2 separate regions of the Gossypium hirsutum genome follow, and region 1 is linked to region 2. A link is a contact called in public Hi-C data. All regions are on one chromosome and are shown on one strand. Each heading gives the region's core, a stretch centred on a gene start, on an enhancer-like site or on the middle of the called end of the contact. The rest is flanking DNA. Distances are from core to core; before and after follow the strand shown.

Region 1 (7,105 bases), core at 923-3,422, 160 kb after region 2:
ATTTTTGGTTGCACAATTTAATTGATTTTGCAATATCCTTAATGAATAATAATGAAAGTTGATAAATATATTTGGGATTTGAATATGACATATCTTGCTCGAATATGTTGTTAGAATATGTAAGAAGTGTTTATTTGAGCTAATTTGAAGTAATAAAAATGATAAATTCGATTATCAGATTCTAATACAATGAAAAGTTTAAAATAATAATAAATTATTAGTTCGAATGATCAACTCGAAATCGCCAAGAGGGAAGATGAATTGGCCCTTAAGAAAATTGTAGAAGCAAAGAAAAAATAATCAACAAAGAACACAACGATTTATAGGGGTTCGACCCCAATTGCCTACTCTACTACCTTAGCTTTCCACAACTAAGGATTTTTCCAAATTCACTAATTTGACAACCTTTGAGGATAATGTTTATCCTTACAATTTCCCTTAAAATTTCTACCCAAAATCTGAAATTGCAACTCCACCAAACCTTAAGATTCAATCCTCCTAAAGAGAATAACAAATATCAAACTAAGAAGTAATCCTTACAAGATCAAAAAGTTTGCCAATTAAGCATAAATAAATAAGAATACACTTAAGCTAAAGAATAACAATGAAAGCTCACAAGTGTGTACAAGAAAAGTAAGAAAAAATTAAGCACTAAGGTTGTTTTTTATTGATCTTTAAGCTTGATGGTTTCTCTTGTTGTAGGATCTCTGAAAGCTGATATTTATACCCCTAATCAATTTCCAATTGTTGTGGTTGTTGGAGATATGAATAGAGCCATTAGGGATCTAAAAACTAGTGCATTTAATTCACCTATGATAGCGAGTATCGATACCAACTAAAAATGTATTGATAACTTTTGCATTTAATGCGAACTTCAGTGACTACCAATGAGCTTTTATTGATACCATATGAAAAGTATCGATACTGGACCGATACTTAGTTGAATTGGTTGAAAACAGAATGTCAATTTGATATCGATTTTAAAATGAGTATTGATATTTTAAAAATTATTAATATTTGACCAAATAGTGTTGCTACTTTTTGGCATGGAGCAATACTAACTTGTTTTAAAACAGTTTTAAATTGATTGAAAATGTTTAACACAATTGAAACCATTTAGACTTGATTTTATTATTTTATCAATTTTATTTAACTTTAATTTTTATTCAAAAACATATTAATTTGTTATATCAAAAGATATTATCAAATAAAACTAATTTAACATAAATAAATACTTAATAAAATAATTAAGATTGCAATTATTGTTTAGGCAACAAACTTAATGAAGAGGATACCTGTAAATATTTTATGAGATAAGTAAGTTTATGGTATTAATTATATTTTGTTCTATTCACTCAAAAAATAGATAGATTAATTTTTTATATTAAATTAAAAAACAAAATAATTTATTTTATTAAAAATTTGATCTATTTTTAATATACAAAAATTAATTAACCTATTTATAAAATTTTGATACATTCTTTTACAAAATAAACCCTTATACCAACCCTTTTAGAAAGACTAATCATAACAGCGATCTTTGTCAACGCTTAGATGGTATGTATCTTTCATTTATTAATTTCTGTGGACCACCCTATTTCATCATTTGATATTTATACTACATATTTCTTTCACTTAAAATTTAAATTCTTGAAGAATTAGGTTTCACTTTTAGCCCTCTCAAATTTCATTTTTTACTTTTATTTTAGTATGCTTTAACAAATATCCTTGCATGGAATCCTATTCTTTTGAAATTTGAATTAACAAAGGAAAAAAAATTGTCTGAATTTGAGGTTTGATATTCTTTTTATTTACATTCAAATTGTATGAATTCCAAAAACTTATATAATTATTAAAAATTAAAATTTAATTTTATATTCATATTTATATATATATATAATTAACTTCAATTTTTTTTTGGAAGGTACCTTTCTACTGGACTTGTTATTATTTGCTTTCCAAACTTTCTCTGTTTTTTAAGTCACAATTACAAGTAATACATATGTATTATTATAATTAAAATTAATGCATAAATAAAAATAGAATTAGGCAAAAATAAAGAAGTATGCCCTAATGAAATCACAAGAATCTGTCAACTTTATGATAAAAGCAAGGGTGGTTGGCAGTGCGGTTTGAATTTTAGGTTTGGTCACAATCATTTTTATTTAATCATTTCATTTTACCCACTCCTATCGGAATTTTTATTCATTGTTTGTGAAAACAAAAATAAACATTTTTAAAATTAAATTAAACCTTAAAACAAAAGCTTACAAAGATGAATCCAAAATATTCTTTTATTGTTGAAGTGAGCTTCTTTGAGTTGGAAAATCTCTATATATACTCACTCCAACTCTCTCCATCTCTTCCTATTTATCTATCACTCAAGAAGAAAGAAAACCCAAAGCGTCGGAAACCATAGCTTATCTCACATTGTATCTAAAGTTAGAACAAAAACATGGGTTTCCCAGTAGCCTACTCCGAGCTTCTTCTTCCAAGATTGCTTCTCCACACGCTTTCTCTCCTTGCTTACCTTCGCAAATTCATTTCCACTCTCTTCCTCTATTTGGGTCTCCCCGATTTCCTCGAACCTGACATTCCTTGGGGCGAATACGCCCCTGAAACCCACCACGCTTCCGCCGCCCCCGTATCTGCTCTCCTCATCCGGGAACTCCTACCCGTCGTCAAGTTCTCCGACCTCGTTGACCCGCCGGAGAGCTGCGCCGTGTGCTTGTACGACTTCGAAGGGCAGGATGAGATCAGGCGGCTGACCAACTGCCGCCATATTTTCCATCGGAGCTGTTTAGACCGTTGGATGGGGTATGATCAGAAAACATGTCCGCTTTGTAGAACAAGTTTTGTTCCTGATGATATGCAACAAACGTTTAATGAGAGGCTGTGGGCTGCCTCTGGGATCCCTGAAGTCTTTGGTGATTATTCTCAAATTACTGCTTTGTAGTTATACCTGTCTGCTTCCCAACAAAAAAAAATGAAGCTTTTTTGTTTATCACCTTTTTAAGGAGTTGGTTTGTATATATACATGAAAATCCGGGAAATTACCGCCATGAAGAAAAAAAAAAAGAAGGAAAAGAAAATTTTAGCTATTCAACGCAGAGTTGTTTTATTTTTGCAAACTACTTTATTTTTTGGAATGGATTTTGATAGTTGTGCTTCTTCTTCTTCTTTTCTTTCTTTTTTTTTTGTTATATATGATAATAGTAGTTAAGGCATGGAATTGATGCTAAATGATTTGGAATTGAGGGTTTGGACAAAGTTTTGGTGTTTGGGGGTTGTTTTAAACTCCCCCACTTGATAATATATTAACGATTAACATTATGTGGATTTCATTGTTTTCTTCTCCTATTTCTCTCCTCCTTTCTTTAGATGCATTTTGGAATTAATAGCAAAAAGCTGAGATTAATGAAATGTCTGTTAAAAAATCCAATCAATTGGATTCTCTTCTTTCCATTTACTTGAAAACAAGCAACAACTTCAATAGTTGGTGTCAATCTCCAAATTAAAGAAGTGGATACATCGCTTTACTCCTTTTTCTTTCTTTTATATCACCCAAGTCTTCTGTTAAAATTTCCATGCGTAGATGGTAAATGTTATATGTGTTTTGTTAAATAAATGTAAAATTATTTCTTGGAATATTATTATATTATTATGTTTAATTTATTTGGTTGGAATATAAAATTTTATTAAGGGTAAAATATAAATTTAATTACTTATGTGTTGTTTAATTTATGTGTTGGTTATCAAACTTTCGAAAGTTATAATATGGTCATTTATATTATCAAAAGTATTGTATGATTACTAAAAGTTATTTTGATTATTAAAACCATTAATTATCATTAACATTGTAATGATAAATTAACTTGACACAATATATCAATAATTTTGACGAAAATTTTAGATTAAATTGCATAACTAATTTCTATATATTTTCTTTTTCATTTCGAGAAATTTAAATCTTTATCTTTTATTTTCTTTTAACGTTTAACTTTCTCTTTCCTTTTTCCTTTTTTCTTTACGAAAGATTTTAGAAGGCAAGGATGTTGCGAGGATATTGAAAGAAATTGGTTGAGATAAAAGAAAATGTGAAAAAAAAAGACTGAACGGTTTTAAGTAAACAAGTAATTTTTCCTTTTCTTTTTTACCTAACAACTAATCTTATAATTTGTCTATGTTGGTCAAATATTAAATTCTTACTTAATGGTCTTAAACTAATTGTGTAAATCTATTTCTCTGTTTCTCAAATATTTTGTAAAGAAAAAGGAAGTTAAAATAAAATCAAATAAGATAGAAAAGAATTAAATTGCTCAAAAAGTGGAGGGACTAGTTGACCAATCTAATCTAAAGTTTTCGTCTAAAATGATAATAAAACGTGTCATGTTAGCTTTTAATAATATCATTAATGATGGTTAGTAACTTAGTTACTAAAGTGTAACAAATCAATAACGTGGGTGATCTTATTGTAACTTTTGATAATGTTAGTGACCATATCATAACGTTTTAAATTTCAGTGAAAAAATATAATTTAAATTAGACAAAAATATAATTTAAATCATACATAAATGACTAAATATGTAGCTTACCTTTTACTAAATTGTAGATTTTGCTTCTTTCTTTTTATTTATTATTACTATACAAAATGTTGAAATTTATAATATTTTATTTTAACCATCTCTCTAATAATTTATTCCATATCTTATTTCTCAAATTAATCTGAAATAGGAAAAGAGGAATAGGCAACTAGAACTTCTGTTTTAATCAAAGTGACAACGGAAGAAAAAAGATGACAAAAATAGGGCAATCTCTTAAATTTTATTGATAGACCTCAAAGGTGTATATATATATCTATACAATAATAGTTACATAGGAATCAAATTGCTAAAATATAATATCCCATAATAATATCTTATAATATCCCATTAGGAATCAAATTGCTAAGAAATAATATCTCAAAATATTCTGTAATATCTCATTAAGAATCAAATTGCTAAAAGATAATATCCCATAATAATATATTAACACCCCTTCAAGTTGGAGCATGAAGATCATAAATGCCCAACTTGTTGAGAAGATATTCAAATTGTAGTTTACCAAGCGCCTTTGTAAAAATGTCAGCGAACTGAATGGAGGTCGGAACATAAGAAGTGTACTGAACCCATCCTAGATTGTATCCCTAACAAAATGACAATCCACTTCAATATGTTTAGTACGCTCGTGAAATATGAGCTTTAGTGCAATATGCAATGCAGATTGCAGATTGACTATCATAAAATAAAAGAATTGCTTTTGAATAATGAACACCTAAGCTCAATAGCAAGGCGTTCAACCATTTGAGCTCATAAGTGATGGAAGCCATAGACCTATACTCAGCCTCGATAGAAGAATGGGAAACAATATGTTGTTACTTAGTTTTCTAGGAAATAGGAGATTGTCCCAGAAAGACAAGCCATCTAGTAAGTGAATACGGAGTTAATGGACAAGCAACCTAATCCGAATCACACCACTCTTTCAAGGACAAATCGCTATTAGATCTCAAAAGAATCCATTGGTGTAACACCCTCTGCTAGACCCGAATCACTGGATCCAGATATCGGATGTTTCAATACATAAACACTTTGAAAAAAAATTACAACAGGAGAAAAACCATTTTAAAACTTACTTCATTTTTCTTTTTGTACTATTCTTAAAAATAAAAGAGGATATCTAATAATTACATCTAATTTTCAAAAAACAACGTAAGACGTTACAACTTAAAACTTTGGTAAAGGCTGACTTTTCATGGTGTAGCGTACTAAATGCCATTTTCTTACGGTGCCCTCTATATGCATAATGTCGCAATTCGAACTGCTACCTTGGCGCAATCCTGACTTGGTACCTTTTGGCATACCAACTCTTTAATCAGAACCTACATCACAAATAGTCGCTTGTAAGTTCAAATGAAACTAGTAAAATTTTAACTTAGGTTACTTTTTTAATGTTAGACGCAAATGTAACGCCTTGAATAATTTATTTCTGATACTGTAAATATCTAACACAAATATCTGTCTGCTTCAGTGGTTAAGTGTTCTGGGTGTGTTTGAGAGGTCCTGGGTTCAAGTCTCAACTTTGCTAAATTTTGTTAATTTTCTGATCCTAGCCTCATCCTTGTGGTGTGGACTTATATAAAGTTGTTTGTTAATTTATGTCAGAGTGAGCTTGTTGGTTTAAGTGGTAAGGGAGTTAGGGTGTTGGAGGTACTATGTTCGAATCACTGCGCAAGCGAGGATGATGTTTTTGCTCAGTTGCATGTGAGAGTTTCAATGAATTTGGATTGCTGAGAAGGTTTATTAGTGGGTTAGTGGGGAGAAATTTAAGGGATTTGGGAGTTAAACTTTTAATCTTTTTTTATTTTTAATCTTTTTTTTCAAAATTTTCCTCTTTTTCCAGAAAAGAAATTGAAGTCAATTTTGTGTTCTTTCCCCTTTTGGTCTTCCGTTTTTCAGTTACTGCTTCCCTCTATTCTGTTTTGACCAGTCGTTTCATATTTGTAATTTGTTTCTCCGTTTCATTCGGTTGTCAGTAAGTGGCTCAGTGCTTTGTAGCTTCGATTTCCAAATTGCCTATTGGAAGTTTATATTTTCTATTTTAGCAGCAGAGAATCGTATAAAGCAGGGCTCTCCTCGTGCTAATTTGTAGTTGAAACCGTACGAGGTGTTGGGGTAAGAAATGAACAGTTGAATTAAACTTTTGTTGGTTTTGGGGTTTCGGATTAATTTTGGTTTTAGACTAATTTTGGAGGTTTTCTATGTTGGTTTTTAGGTGTTGTCGGCTAGAGAGTGTTTTTGCATCACAAGGGTATTAAGTGTGTTCCTAAATTACAAAAAACGAGGTTTCGAAGAAAGCCAAAATTGCTTACTGTTGACGTAACACGGGTGTGTGGCTGGCTGTGTGGGTGGCCGTGTGCGAGATACGACCGTGTGATGGTTTGGCGCTATCGTGTGGGCCACACGGGCTAGACCAAGTTGGGTGTGTGGGCCTACACGAGCATGCCACATGGGTATGTGGATTTTGGGTCTGGTCGTGTAGGTCACACGGGCAAACCACGCGGCATGTG
Region 2 (7,435 bases), core at 962-3,461:
ATTGTTGTGAGCAAAATTAGTACTCATGAAAATCTTGCAGATATGATGACTAATTCACTTCCTATAACCAAGTTTGAGCATTGCTTAGACTTGGTTGGTGTTTATTATTGAATTTAAACCCTTAAGGGGTTTTATGGAAGAGGTGGAGAACTTGTTCGTTGAGAGTTCGCGATGAAGAACTTGTTCATTGAGAATTCGTGTCAAGGTGGAGATTGTTAGAATTCAATGACCCGAATCCTTATTTAAATAAAATACAGTGGTAAAATAAAATAAAAGAAGAATCCATATAGAATTACACTTCTTTTATTTTATTTTAGAATAGGTTTTTTAAACCTTATTAAATTCCATCTATTTGATATTGATTAGAATAAGGTATTTCAGTCTTACTAGAATATGGCTTTACAAGCCTATAAATAGACATAGTTTATTCTTCTTGTAATAATTCGAATTCGACATAGTGAATTTTCTTCTCCTCTGCCAATGGTTTTTTCCTGAAAGGGTTTCTACGTAAAAAATTGTGTATTCTTTATTTTATTTTATTTTTTATTTTAGTTTCACAATTAGTTATAACTTTATTTATAAATAAATCGGGATAATTTTGTTGACTCTAAAATAGAGTTATAACTTGAATAAAAGTCTAAGCATACTCATTATCAATAAGCCAAAATAACTAATAATTAAGTTTAAAATATTATTTTAAAAATTCTATTTTTTATTTTTTATAAGTAAAATTTTTTATTTTCATATTTATTAATGTAATAAAATAAAATTATAACTTGACTGAAAGTCTACGTATATAGATAGAGATTAATTTTATCTTTTAATTATCACTTAATTAGTGTTAAAATTATATATCAATTAAAATCTAAGTTTAAATTTATATATAACAGTAGTATAAATATTCAGAGGCCAATAGCACTGAAGATTATTTTATTTATGATGATATAATATAATATAATGTTATTTTTTAAAAGTTATTTATTCTGTGCAAAACAAATGTTCTTTTATACTTTCTTTTCTATCTTATTCTTATTATACATGAAGTTATAAATGGATGAAAGGTGGATTTTTAAAAAAATAAAAAGAGATTTAACATATAAGATTTTAATAATTATTTTTTAATCATCTTTATTAAATATATTTATTAATTTATAGTAAATATTTCATAGTTATTATTATTTTTAAATTTAAATTTAATATTATAATTTACTTTCTCTAAATTTCTATATTATTTTCAACCTCTTTTATTTACATGAAATATAAAATTTATAAATGCATTTATTCCTTAACAATAAAGGTGAGCATGGGTTGGGCCGGGCCAGGCTAGGTCTGACTAAAATTCCAAGTCCATTTGCTAGGTTCGGGCTTGGTCCAAAAAATGGGTCCAAAATTTTGTCCAAGCCCGTCCTAGATAAAAATGTTAAAACTCAGGCCTAACTCAGTCCACCCATATTATTTTTTATATAATTTTAAAATATATATAATACATCAAAAATACTAAAAACATTAAAATAAATATTTCCCAACAAATTAAAAATAAATTTTAAAAAATATGTATACTTAAATAACACTAAAATAGATACAACTTAACAAGCAAATGTCTCTAAAATAATAACAAAATTAACAAATGTCTTTAAATTAATAACAAAATTAGCAATAAAATAAATTTTATACAAATAAATAGTAGCAATATAATAGTAAAATAGTAACAAAAAAAAGAAAAAATAATAAAAAATAAAATTTTTTATCATTTAGTGAATTTAGGCCGAATCGAACAAAAAATACCTTACTTATGGCCTAATTCATTTTATAAAAGATTATTTTTTATCTAAATTCTATCACATTTCGGATAAATGTTCAGACCAAACCGGTTGGCCCGATCCATGCTCACCCCCGCTTAACAGCGCATGTGAGGAATAAAATCTAGTAAATCTAAAAAGGTAACGTAACTTCTAATCATCCCGTGGAAAGGAGAGAGAAAATCTACAGCGGAGATAAAACGCGAGGCTTGATTAATTCAGTATTCCTCACAATCAGACGGTCAGAATTGTTTTTTTAAACGAACGGCCCTTGATCAGACACATATACGGAGCACGTGAGAAAAATAAAAACTGGTTCAGCGACAGAGTTGGATTTATTTCTCTTACCTCTATCAAATACCAGCCAAACATCGTCGTCTTCTACACTCTTCTCTGGTAAGTTCATCGAAAGATCAAATCAAGATCCCTGCCAAAATGAACGACGCTGATGTATCCAAGCAGATCCAGCAGATGGTGAGATTCATCCGCCAGGAAGCGGAGGAAAAGGCTAACGAGATCTCTGTTTCCGCTGAAGAGGTACTTCAATTCTCTCTATTTTATTCACTTTTTGTTTCTTTTTGGATATTATGGTGAAAAATTGATTGTACAATGATGTGTATTTTAGGAGTTCAACATCGAGAAGCTTCAATTGGTGGAAGCGGAGAAGAAGAAGATTAGGCAGGAGTACGAGAAGAAGGAGAAGCAAGTTGAAATCCGAAAGAAAATGTAAATTCTTCAATTTACTTTACTTTTCCCTTTTTTCTGCTGTCTAAATTTCTGTTTTTACTTCAGTTTATTTATCGCACTGGATCTCTATGTTTTAGTGGATATTTGATTGAATTCAAAGTGAGGTTAACATTTCTACTTAAATATAACCAAAATATAACACTTAACTTATTGGAAATTAGTCAGATTTCAAAACGGCACTATTGTAGTTAGTAATCCAAAACTTAATGTGATTTGGGTTTTATAGAACCTTGTAGAAGATTGATTATCGTGGTGATAATTGATGTGAAAGTGAAGCGATTTTAGATTGTTTTGATGCAGAATTGGCACTCAGGAGTTATCAATTAGGAATATACCCATTCTTGTGTGAAAAATATTCAATTTATTCTAATTGTTGCAGTGAGTATTCGATGCAGCTTAATGCATCTAGGATCAAGGTCCTTCAGGCTCAAGATGGTGTGGTTAATGCAATGAAAGAATCAGCATCCAAGGACCTTCTCAATGTGAGCCATGATCACCATGTTTACAAAAGGCTTTTGAAAGATCTAATTGTTCAGGTCTGTGCATTTCTGGATCATTAACCCTTTCTTGGAAAGTTGCAACATTAGATAAAACTCTTCGGAGGTTTTGATTTGAATAACTTTTATTGCAGAGTTTAGTTAGACTGAAAGAGCCTGGAGTCCTACTCCGTTGTCGCAAAGAAGATTTGCATTTGGTGGAGTCTGTTCTGGATTCAGCAAAGGAGGAATATGCTTCTAAAGTGAATGTTCATCCACCAGAGATAATCGTTGATGATGTCCATCTTCCCCCTGGCCCTTCTCATCATCATGGTTTTTTCCATCATCATGCTGAGGCTCATGGACCTTTCTGGTATATATATATATAAATTTTTGGTATTCTGTACCAACGTTTCTCCTTATGGTTTATGAGCAGAGATGGTATTCGGTATATTATTATGTGTTTCACTGAACAAGATCAGAGATGGAATGCTAATACTTATTTCTTTTTAAAATTTTGCAGCTCTGGAGGTGTAGTCATAGCATCTCGAGATGGAAAAATTGTGTTTGAGAATACCCTGGATGCACGGTTGGATGTTGCATTCAATAAGAAACTTCCAGAGGTGGGTTTTGTTAGATTTTGAGATGCATTTAGATTATTTCAAACTTGTTTCTCTTATACTAATTTCACCTATAGTTTCTAGGTTATCCATGATTTCATAGCTTGAATGGAGAAATTGTTTCTCTAATTAACTATTAGCTTGAGTGGAAAGTTCAAGGTTTTGTAATTCTGATCATATAAGTTTAGCATAGCTTGATTTTGACCCTTAAATTAATACATTTTTCATTCTTTCCCTGTTTCTCTAATTGCAGATCCGCAAGTGGCTTTTTGGTCAGGTTGCTGCTTGAAGGCTTAAGATGGTATTGTTTTTCTCAGCAGCTTTTGTCTTCGGCCATAGAGCATAGTGATTAAGTTATTTGTTCCATGTATTTGCTTTCTCATATTGTTCTCCCCGAATAGTTTATTTGTTTGATAAAAGTCAGTGAAACTCTTGTTCGATTGGTCCGTATATCATTTTCTGGGATTGTGAAAGTACTGTTTTTAAATAATGAATAAAATTTGAAATGTTTGCTTATTCACTTTTCGGTAAGCAAGTTAGCCTTTTGTCACGGTCTCAAACATTCATATATGCCAATCTGATCCATTCCACTGAGCCTGAGCCTGAGCCTGAGCCATGTTGGATGGCAGGTGTGGGTCGGGTCTTTCCCCTAAATTCCAAAACTCTACCGGCCACAGGCTGCACTCAAAGGCTAGAAGTGCTCATGGGTCGGGTTTAACTAAAAATTTATGCTCATTTATTAGGCTCGAGTTGAGCCGGGCCTAAAAAATAGGCTTAAAATTTTGCCCAAGCCTAACCTAAATAAAAATGCTAAAATTCGGGCCAGACCCGGCCTGCTTGTATTAATTTTTATATTATTTTATATAATTTTTAAATATATATAATACATCAAAAATACTAAAAAAATTAAAATAAATATTTTTTAACAAACTGAAAATAAATTTTAAAATATATGTAGATTTAAATAGCACTAAAATAGATGTAACTTAACAAGCAAATACGTCTAAAATAATAACAAAATTAATAATAAAATAAGTTTTATACAATATCTAAACAATAACAACAAAATAGTAGCAACATAATAGTAATATAGTAGCAAAATAGGGAGAAAACAAGAAGAAAATAACATTCAAAAATAAAAAAAAAATAGCAGATTTTTTTTGTCATTTAGTGAATTTGGGATGGGCCGGGCCGGCCCGGGCCAAAAATATTTTACCCGAGGCCCGACTCTTTTTTTAAACGGGCCTTATTTTTTTGTCCAAGCTCATTTTTTTAGGCCTATATTTTTGCCCAAACCATCCCACATTTCGGGCGGGCCTTCGGGCTAGGCTGGTAGCCCGACCCATGAGTAGGTCTACTCGAGGCCCATAGTGCAACTCTTTGCTTGAAACGTGCCTGGGTTAACAACACCGATGACATCATGCTGGATTTGAGTGTTGATGATGGGCTATTCAGCTAAAGCTGGCTTGGGCAGTATCAGTAGATACCCCTAAAGACGATCAATAAAATAGTCACTACAAATTATAGTCGCAATAAACTTGTTTTGCCTCTATATACTTGTATTAAATCCTTTCACGAGTTAAGAGTGCAGTAATCAATTTTGAAATTATTAAAATATTAAAATAAAAAATGTTATACAAAAGTATTTCTGTCTTTTTATATTTTTTGATAAAATAATATTATAATCTTACATTATGTCCCTAATTGAGTTAGTATCATGTATCAACCAAGCACCAATTCATTTTTTAAATTATTAAAATATTATTTATTTTATAATGTAACAAATATTAATACGAAGGTACTTTCGTCTTTTCATTTTTAATAAAATAATACTATAAGCTATCTATACTTCTATTAAACCCTTAATTAAGTTACTCTGACGAGTCAACTAAGTACTAACTCACTTTTGAAATTACTAAAACACTCTTACTTTTATAAAGTAAAAAATATTAATACAATATATTTATCTTTTCATTTTTAATAAAATAATGGATGAACTATATAAATAGTCACTCAACTATTAGCATATTTTTATTTTGGTTATTCAAGTTTAAAAGTGTTTATTTTAGTCACTAACATTATTGAAATTTAATATTTTGGTCACTCATCCATTAGATCACTAATGAAAAGTTGATGTGATATTTTTATTGGCATAATAGAAAATTTAGCCCTCCAATATTTATAGACTCTATCAATTTGGCCCTAATTCTAAAAAGTTTAACAAATTTAACCCTCAACTTCACATATTCTATCAATTTAGTCTTTATTCTTAAAAATTAAAAATTAAAACTTTAAAAAATGAAAAATAAAAAAAATATTTAAAAGTTTGGTTTTTGATAAAAATACATAGAAAATTATAAATAAATTATCAAATAAATATTACCCATTTCTCTTTTTTTTTCTAACATGAAATTTATTTATTCAAATAATAATTTTAAAAATATAACAATTTTCTTAAAAAGAATTCACAAACAAGACTTAAACTAGATTCAAGCTTTCCCCCCCTTTTTTTAGTTTTATTTTATAAATAATAATATGTTCTTTATACATCTAGCCTTATTTTTTAGTCCTCGCCAAATTTACCAAGCACTAGACATCACCATCTCCCACAACCACAACCACTAGCACCAATAACCCTTGCTCCAAACTCATTGATTTCCACATCCTCCATTGTTGTGCTATTGAATAAGGGATCATTATGGAGCTACCAACATCGCCTTTCACCTGCTAGGTTTGGAAGACCTCATCCTCAATTTTGTATCTACTTTTATAGAAATTTAACTTTTAAATAAATTTTTTATTTTTTATTTTTAAGAATCAAGACTAAATTGATAGAATGTATAGAGTTAAGGGATAAATTTGTTGAATTTTTTTAGAGCTAGGACCAAATGTATAGAATTTGTAAACATTGGAGAGCTAAATTTGTTATTATGCCAATAAAAAAGCCATGCCAATATTATATTAGTAATTTAATGGAGAGGTGACCAAAATATTAAATTTTGATAATGTTGGTGACAAATATAAAATTTTAGAAACATAGGTGACCAAAACAGAAACACACTAATAGTTGAGTAAACCTTGATATGGTTTACACTAAAATAATACTCTAAGGTAAATAATAAAAATAGTTATCCAACTATTAGTGTGTTTCTGGTTTGGTCACCTAGTGTAACACCCCTCGCCTGACCCGATCACTAGGTCTGAGCTATAGGATGCTACATTCCTTGTCGGAGTAACTACAGTTAATTATGCAAAAAATAATCATTTACACATGCAATTAAGTGTCAATCACATTCTAATATGATTAAACAATCATTTCTGAGTCTTAAACAAGCTTACGTAATCTTTTTTGTTAACCCAAGTATGAAATAGGACCAAATTGCAAGGATTTAAAAATGTATGAATCAACGTCGCAACTTCATCAGGTTTTTGTCACGACGTGGCCATCACAGTATGTCATGTAGCAATGACAAGCCTAAACTTGTCACGACGTTGTTGCACTTGGTGCCCTAAGTGTAGTATTTTTGTCTAAGCATATTTATAATTTTTTCGAACAAATTGGTTAATAAAAGTATTCATGAATTACATTAATACTTTGTATATTGTCCTCATGTGTTTTTTGCAAGTAAAGGAAAATGGAAGTAAATGTTGCCCACTAGTTGTCTAATGTTTAACTAATACTAGACGGTATTACCTGGCCGGATCATAATACAGAAAAATAATTTATATTAGTAGATGAACCTAAACATGTCCTTCGCCTAATCGAAAATGAGCAAACTGATTGAAAGATTAA

Evidence for each region. A called contact is a pair of places that touch in the nucleus more often than the background predicts.
Region 1: a contact with region 2 is called in a Hi-C map of leaf, with 3 times the contacts expected there. The contact joins the promoter of LOC121204571 here to the promoter of LOC107947841 in region 2. A contact is called at or near these places in 3 of 34 Hi-C or Micro-C datasets (leaf and seedling).

Annotation. Positions count from the first base shown.
Region 1 is chrA08:92,607,404-92,614,508 of Gossypium_hirsutum_v2.1, forward strand. It overlaps LOC121204571 (brassinosteroid-responsive RING protein 1), which reads left to right and starts at 2,173. Exons shown (of 1, transcript XM_041074649.1): 1 at 2,173-3,170. The coding sequence starts at 2,456. The coding sequence ends at 2,956.
Region 2 is chrA08:92,447,425-92,454,859 of Gossypium_hirsutum_v2.1, forward strand. It overlaps LOC107947841 (V-type proton ATPase subunit E), which reads left to right and starts at 2,212. Exons shown (of 6, transcript NM_001327537.1): 1 at 2,212-2,336; 2 at 2,425-2,525; 3 at 2,926-3,082; 4 at 3,178-3,395; 5 at 3,546-3,645; 6 at 3,896-4,162. The coding sequence starts at 2,235. The coding sequence ends at 3,931.